2 separate regions of the Zea mays genome follow, and region 1 is linked to region 2. A link is a contact called in public Hi-C data. All regions are on one chromosome and are shown on one strand. The core of a region is the stretch at or near the end of the contact, and the rest is flanking DNA. Distances in the headings are between cores, read along the strand shown. Region 1 holds the start of LOC103638919 (protein ARABIDILLO 1). Region 2 holds the start of LOC100284952 (calcineurin B-like protein 9).

What was found. A called contact is a pair of places that touch in the nucleus more often than the background predicts.
Region 1: a contact with region 2 is called in a Hi-C map of leaf, with 5 times the contacts expected there. The contact joins the promoter of LOC103638919 here to the promoter of LOC100284952 in region 2. A contact is called at or near these places in 3 of 25 Hi-C or Micro-C datasets (ear, leaf and tassel).

Annotation. Positions count from the first base shown.
Region 1 is chr9:119,897,154-119,900,610 of Zm-B73-REFERENCE-NAM-5.0, reverse strand. It overlaps LOC103638919 (protein ARABIDILLO 1), which reads right to left and starts at 1,524. Exons shown (of 13, transcript XR_004852737.1): 1 at 1-1,524.
Region 2 is chr9:119,602,958-119,606,251 of Zm-B73-REFERENCE-NAM-5.0, reverse strand. It overlaps LOC100284952 (calcineurin B-like protein 9), which reads left to right and starts at 1,309. Exons shown (of 8, transcript NM_001157847.2): 1 at 1,309-2,034; 2 at 2,316-2,398. The coding sequence starts at 1,956.

The DNA.
Region 1 (3,457 bases), core at 275-2,774, 290 kb before region 2:
CTTGTGGGTTGGACTCTGCAATTCGGAGAAGTGACTGTGACAGGATCCACTCGAGCCATGTTGTTATATCACCAGCTATCTTGTCTTTGTGACTCCAGTTACACTGATGGAAAACCCCGTGCTCTTTAGCATCCACAATTGGAAACATGGTCTCAAAAGATCTAAAGATGTCACTGTTAATCGTTAGCACGACCTTGCCCTTAGAGTTACTAAAAACAGCAGGATTATGAAGCTGTTCCTCCTCAACAGAAATACAGTTCAGCGTGCATATAAGCTTGAGGGTTTTGGCATGGGAAATGAGCCGTGAAACAGCACTTGGTGAAACATCCGTGCGGGAGACGTCAAGGGCAATAAGGGAGGAAAGCTGAGTCCAGGAGGTGGATGCAGTAGCCCATTTCAGGTTCCGGCATCCTGCTACAGAGAGGAAGCGGAGAGAGTGGATACCAGCAAGAGCGGTCTCATCCACGGTGCCGCAATCGAGGAAAGCCACGTCCTCGAGGAGGGGGCAGCAGCGGGCGAGCGCTCCGACGGCATCCGCGTCAGCTTCACGGAGACCCGAGAGGCGCAGGCGGCGGAGTTGGGAGCAACAAAGAGCGACGTGGCGGAGGGCGTCACTGGATATGCGCTCGAGAGGATCGGGCCCGATCTGGAGGCTCTGGAGGTCCTCATGCCGCGCGGCGAGGACAGCGAGCGTGGCATCCGTGAGGCCGCGGCAGCCATCGGCCACCACCTCGCGGAGACCATGCGCGCAGAGGGCCGGGACGGCCTCTGCTGCCTCGTGGCCGCGCAGGCGTAACCGACGAAGGCTCCCGCACCGCGAGGCAAGCGATGACGCCACCTCCCGGTCGTAGCGGTGTGCACGGAGGTCGAGCGTGCTCCACAGGCAGGATGACGAGCCCAGCGCTCGCCAAGCCCGGCACGCTGAGGCCATGCTGGCGCGGTCGCGGTAGTTCAGCCGCGCGAAAAGCTGCAGCACCGTGTCGTCCGGCAGCGCCCTCCAGTCCACCTCCACCGCTGCCGCATCGTCCTCGCCTTCCGGCCTCGCCGAAACAACACACCACGCGCCCCGCACCACCCTACCCTCCCGTTCCCTGCACGTCCGCCGCCGCACCCGGCGCGTCATCCCGAAAGCCCAAACCAAAACCCTAGCTCCCCCCCCCCCCCCGCCGGCGACTCCACGCCACCACACGCACCAAAATCAAGCACGCACACAAATCCACAAAACGGCAGGTAGTTAGCCGGCTCCCGCCGCGAGATCGACAGGCCACCACCCTACCGCCGCGTTATCGGGCGGGGGCAGTGGGAAAGCTGCAACCGATCCAGGGGTTTCGAGCTCGGCGCCGCAATGCGACGCAAGCGGAGGATGCCGGTGGCCTCGATCCGTTCCGCGGGCCGGTGGATCCGACCGGGTCTGCGTGCTTCCGAAATTTCACTCTGTGTAGTTTTTCTGTGTAGTTTACACTAAAAACAGTGTTTTTGTTAAACTTTGGATAAACTGATCCAGACGACTTATTAAATTGTTTGATTAATCTTGAGTGGATTTAAATATAAATTAAATTAATTTACACTTTAATCCATCTCAATAATACATCTCAATAATACGTATGGATTAAGAGCATCTCCAAGAGACTCTTCATTTTTTTTCTCTATTTGACTATCTATTTACGTTTTTATAAAGATTACATTATATATATAACATCTCAGTTCAACAGACTATCTATCTAGTTTGGCTAGTCTGGTGGCTAGCCAAATTTAGCTAGTGAGATAGCCAATTTAAAGAGTTAGATAGCTTGCGAGTCATATAGCTAGTCTTTTGGAGATTTATTTTACTATTGAGTAGCCAAAATTTAGCTTAGCAACTTATTTAGCTAGTCTCTTGGAGATGCTCTAAGGTGACACCTCCTTAATTATTTTTAGTCTCTAAAATACCATAGTGACTAAAATAGGTCTTCCAAATAAAATTTCTAGTGACTAAAACTTAGTCACTAAAGTTTAAAGTTTAAGAGGATGACTAAACAAACCAAACAAAAATGAAGAGTCATGCATGTATGTATTTTTTTATTGTTTGTCTTGGTAGATCCAACAAAATTCTCCACTTCATCTTCAAAACACCAAATGTGCATTCGTTCGATCATATTACATCAAGATTTTAAAGTCATCCGACTAATCGTGATTAGTCATGATTAGTCGGCCTTATCGCTAAAGCTAGCTCGATTAGGGTCTCTGACTCAACTAGAGTGACTAGGAAGAGATTAGTCGTCCTAGTCACCGACTAATCACGATTAGTCGTCTGACTAGGGGTTATAGTCTACTAGTTATGCCTGCTTTGGGTCACTAATCCGGTCTCTATTACATGGACGGCTCACCATTTGTACAGCACAAACACTATTTTGTCCTACCTATACCAATACGGTATATGCATTATTGAAAGGGAAATGTGTCTTTAGGCCATTTCTATAATGTTTTGGTGATTAAATGTCCAACACGATTGATTAAGTTCTTATGTGCTAAACAAAGAGAGAAATACAAATCATATTACAATGTATGGTTCTAGACTTAGTACATTGTTTTTGAATACTAATGTGTTTGTATAAGTGCTAGAAACAGTGACAAAAGAAGGAGAAAAGAAATGGGAAATAGTTGGTTGTGTACAGCTAACTCCAGCTCGGCCTGGCACACCGGACTGTCCGGTGGCGCACCGGACAGTGTCCGGTGCCCCAGGCTGGCCGACGTTGAACCGGCTCCTCTCGTGAATCGACGGAGTTGTACGACTATAAATCACCGGACTGTCCGGTGAGTCATCCGCGACGAACTCGTCGGTCTCGGAAAATGAAAAAGGTGACGTGGCTAAAATTCACCGGACTGTCCGGTGAGCCAACGGCGCTCGCGGCCAATGGTCGGCTGCGCAATCTGCGGGCGACGTGTGTCTCGCTCCAACGGTCGGTTGGGCACACCGGACTGTCTGGTGTGCACCGGACAGTGTCCGGTGCGCCAACGGGTCCGGAGGAGCAACGGTCGGATGCGCCCGATATAGAAGGAGATCGTGCACCGGACATGAACAGTGGTTGTCTGGTGGTGCACCGGACTGTCCGGTGCACCACTCGACAGAAGGCAAGAAATGCCTTCCAAATTGATCTCCAACGGCTCCTAGCTGCCTTGGGGCTATAAAAGGGACCCCTAGGCGCATGGAGGAGCACACCAAGCATTCTCTAAGCATACTAAGGCATCCAGGCTCCGCTCCCACGCATTTGATTCATTGTGTTAGAGATTTGAGCTCCATTCGAGTTGAGAACTCCCTGTGTTGTCCTTTGAGCTCAAGTCTTCACTTGTGTGTGTGGTTGTGCTGCGTATTTGAGTCATGTGTGTGTTGCTCTCCTCCCTTACTTCTGTGTTTCTTTTGTGATCATCATTGTAAGGGCGAGAGGCTCCAAATTGTGGAGATTCCTCGCAAACGGGA
Region 2 (3,294 bases), core at 60-2,559:
AGTACCAAATATATAATTAGATTGTGTTATTAGAAATTACTGTATAAATTTAATCTATTTTCTAAATTATATTAGTAACATATTTATTTTACAAATTTAAAATAGGTTACTTAAATTAGTTTTAAGATTCTATATTATAATTTATATTACGAGTTAAGGCTTTTGGTCAGACTCACGAGCTAGCTGTGAGCCGAGCTAAGTCTACTTTTTAAGCTCACCGGAGAAATGAGTCCAGTCACTCGACTCGTTAAGCTCGTTACTTGACCAAGCTAAGTTTAATTTAGCTCGACTCGTTTCCACTCCGTTACTATAACGTTTCATAGATGATTTTTTTGCTCCTCTGCTGAAGCTCAAAACTCTTGCATTTCCGTTTTGGCGGATGAAAACGGGGTGACCTCGTGTCGAAAGAACTGGAAGCTAACAATTAGTTAATTAAACCGTGTCCAGCAGTCTATCTATAATTTATCTAGAAAATTGTTTTTACATTATCTGCATTATCCGTAGAGTGAAATTTAAATATAGTAAGAGGTGTTTGGTTTGAGGAATCACTCAATCCAAAATGCGGTGGACATCATGGGTTCATTCCTCAAATTTGGTGGGATAACCTCATTCCTCATATTAGTATTAACTAACTAACTATAAGGAATGAAGTGATGATAGATCAACTCATTAGAGCATCTCCAACAACGTGACCTATAAAAATGCCTTATAATTTAAAAATAAGTAAATTTTATAGAATTTAGGGCACCAACAAAACACTCTGCTCCAACAGTAAAGCCTCAAATCTAGATTATAGGGCAGCCCACTATGATGTAGTATATTTGAGGCACTTGAGAGGGTGCCCTATAGTTTTTTGACAAAATTTGTTTAATTGAGGTACTGTTGGAGTGATTTTTTCTGTGTAGAGTCCTATATTTCGATTTGAGGCATTAGTTTGAGGCATTGTTGGAGATGCTCTTACATTCCACAAACCAAACAAAAAAAAAGGAGAAGATGATGGATTAGCTTATTCCTCAAACCAAACCAAACAGGCTATAAAAGAATGGATAAGATGCGGAAGATAGTTTAGACATTTAAATCAAAACATGTTATAATTCAGAATGTTCTATAAACAACGCATGGTCTCGCGAACTCCGTCTCCGGAGACTGGAGCTAATCAGAATAATCGACCAGAATCTGAGGCGCCGTCGCCGTCGCCGCCCGCCGGCTGCGGCAGTTGGCTCCGCGACTGTAATCTTCCAGGTTGGTGCGTACGCCACCACCTCCCGTAGTGCCGTTATATTCTGGGCATGTCGAGCGTGGCTGGGAATAGCCGCACGGTGCGCTGTCGCGTGCCGAATCGCTTGTGCCGTCGTGCGGTTTCGTCTCATCTCCCTTTTTCGCCGCACGCCTTGGCCCTTTTCCAGTAGAAGAAGCGTCGAAGGGGACGCGCACATGCGCCGGCGTGGCAGAGACTGACCCGGCCCCAAGGCCGATCAGGGGAAGGGCGGCCGCCCCTGCCTCCCGGGGCCAGGGGGCTGAGCTCCCCGCCTCGTCTCGGCCTGGCCTGGTTCGCCCTCGCTCCGACGCGTGGTGGACGCAACCAGTGCGCGACGCCCCCGGCTCCTGGTCCGTTCCGCAGTTCCGCACCCCGCTTCGACCAACCAATCGCCGCCGCGTCGCGTCGCGTCGCCTCCTTTTTTTTCCCCGCCCTCCCGGACGGCGGCCTCGTTCGCCAGAAGAAACCCAGGCTGCAGCCGAAATCCTCAAGTCTCCGTCGTCTGACCCCACCTCGACGGCCCAGATCCACTCGCCCTCGCCGCCCTCGTGCCCCTCAGTCCCTCACTCCCTCGCCTCCTCAGCGGCGAAGACAGCTGCGAACGGGGCCATTTTTAGGCGGGAGCGCGGGCGGCGGTGCTAGCAGATTGGTTGGTTTGAGTGGTTGGGCCGGCTCTTCGAAACGCCCCGCGGCGGCGATGGGATGCTTCCATTCCACGGCCAAGCGGCAGCATCCTGGCTACGAGGACCCCGTGGACCTCGCCTCCCAGACCTCCTGTGAGTTCGCCGATCCCATCTCTTGCCCTACGCGTACGAGCTACTCGCGTGAGTTCGAGTTTTTTTTTTCTTATTTAGTTTTCAATGATTGCCGTGGTTGGAATGGAATTGGAGAACGGAGATGCCAGATGTTTCGTCTAGATATCGGTGTCGTTTACTAGGATATCTTAGATATCTGTAGGAGCACTGGATGCATGCTGCATGATCCTTGCGTTTTCGGTAATTTCTAAATTGCCCTCTCTATATCTTGCTGAGTACGTGCTTTTCTTTTGCTTATGTAGTCAGTGTTAGTGAGGTTGAGGCTCTATTCGAGCTGTTCAAGAGCATAAGTGGTTCAGTGATTGACGATGGCCTGATCAACAAGGTATATTCTATTAGTCATCTCTGTATTCCTTGCTATATTGTCAGTTTTGTGTATGAACATCAAATATGCTCACTAGCCATGTTGTAGTTAGCCCTCATTGCTGATTGTACGACTGGAAAGTGAAGCTTGCTATCCTACGTTTTGTATTTTTACTTTCCTCAGCTGCAGAAATTATGTGGCACTGCCATTTTTATGTCCTTTTCGTAGTTGTAGCTTGTAGGCACCAAGATTTACGTTCAAATGTTTGTTTTCATTCTGTTCATGGTTGTTCCTTACCAAATGTTCCTTATTTACAATACAACCCTATGGTACATGAAGTGCTCTAGTTTGTATGTTAAATGATCTCTCTTCTATTTTTTTTAATTAATGATACAATAGTCGAAACATACTCATAAATTATCCATCTAGATTGGAGCGAGGTGCCATATCAGGTTATGGGCTGTCATGTGGGACCACCGGTATACCCACCTGACCCATGCCAGGGACACGCAGTGCACGCAGGAAGTGCCGTAAGCTAATGGTCACCACAACGAGAAAACCATCGTGCCTCGATTTGAGGAGCTTTTCCATCTATGTTTGTTAGAAGGCAAGGCATAGTGCCTATTTATCTTTTGTATTCGAACACTTGGCAATTAAGCAATAGCAGATTACTTCCCCAATATCCCTTCTTCCTAATGTCACCTCTTTCATCACAGGGCTTCTGGGAAACAATCCCCATGCCATTACAGACTGAGATTACGAACTCCGTGGCCAGGGTCCAGCTACCATGAACCCCGATGCCCTTTACATGGGCGTACAACAATGAAATACCTGTCCAAAATACTCATAAGTTATCTGTCTAGATTGGAGTGAGATGCCATCTCAGATTATGGGCGTACAACAACAAAATACCTTCT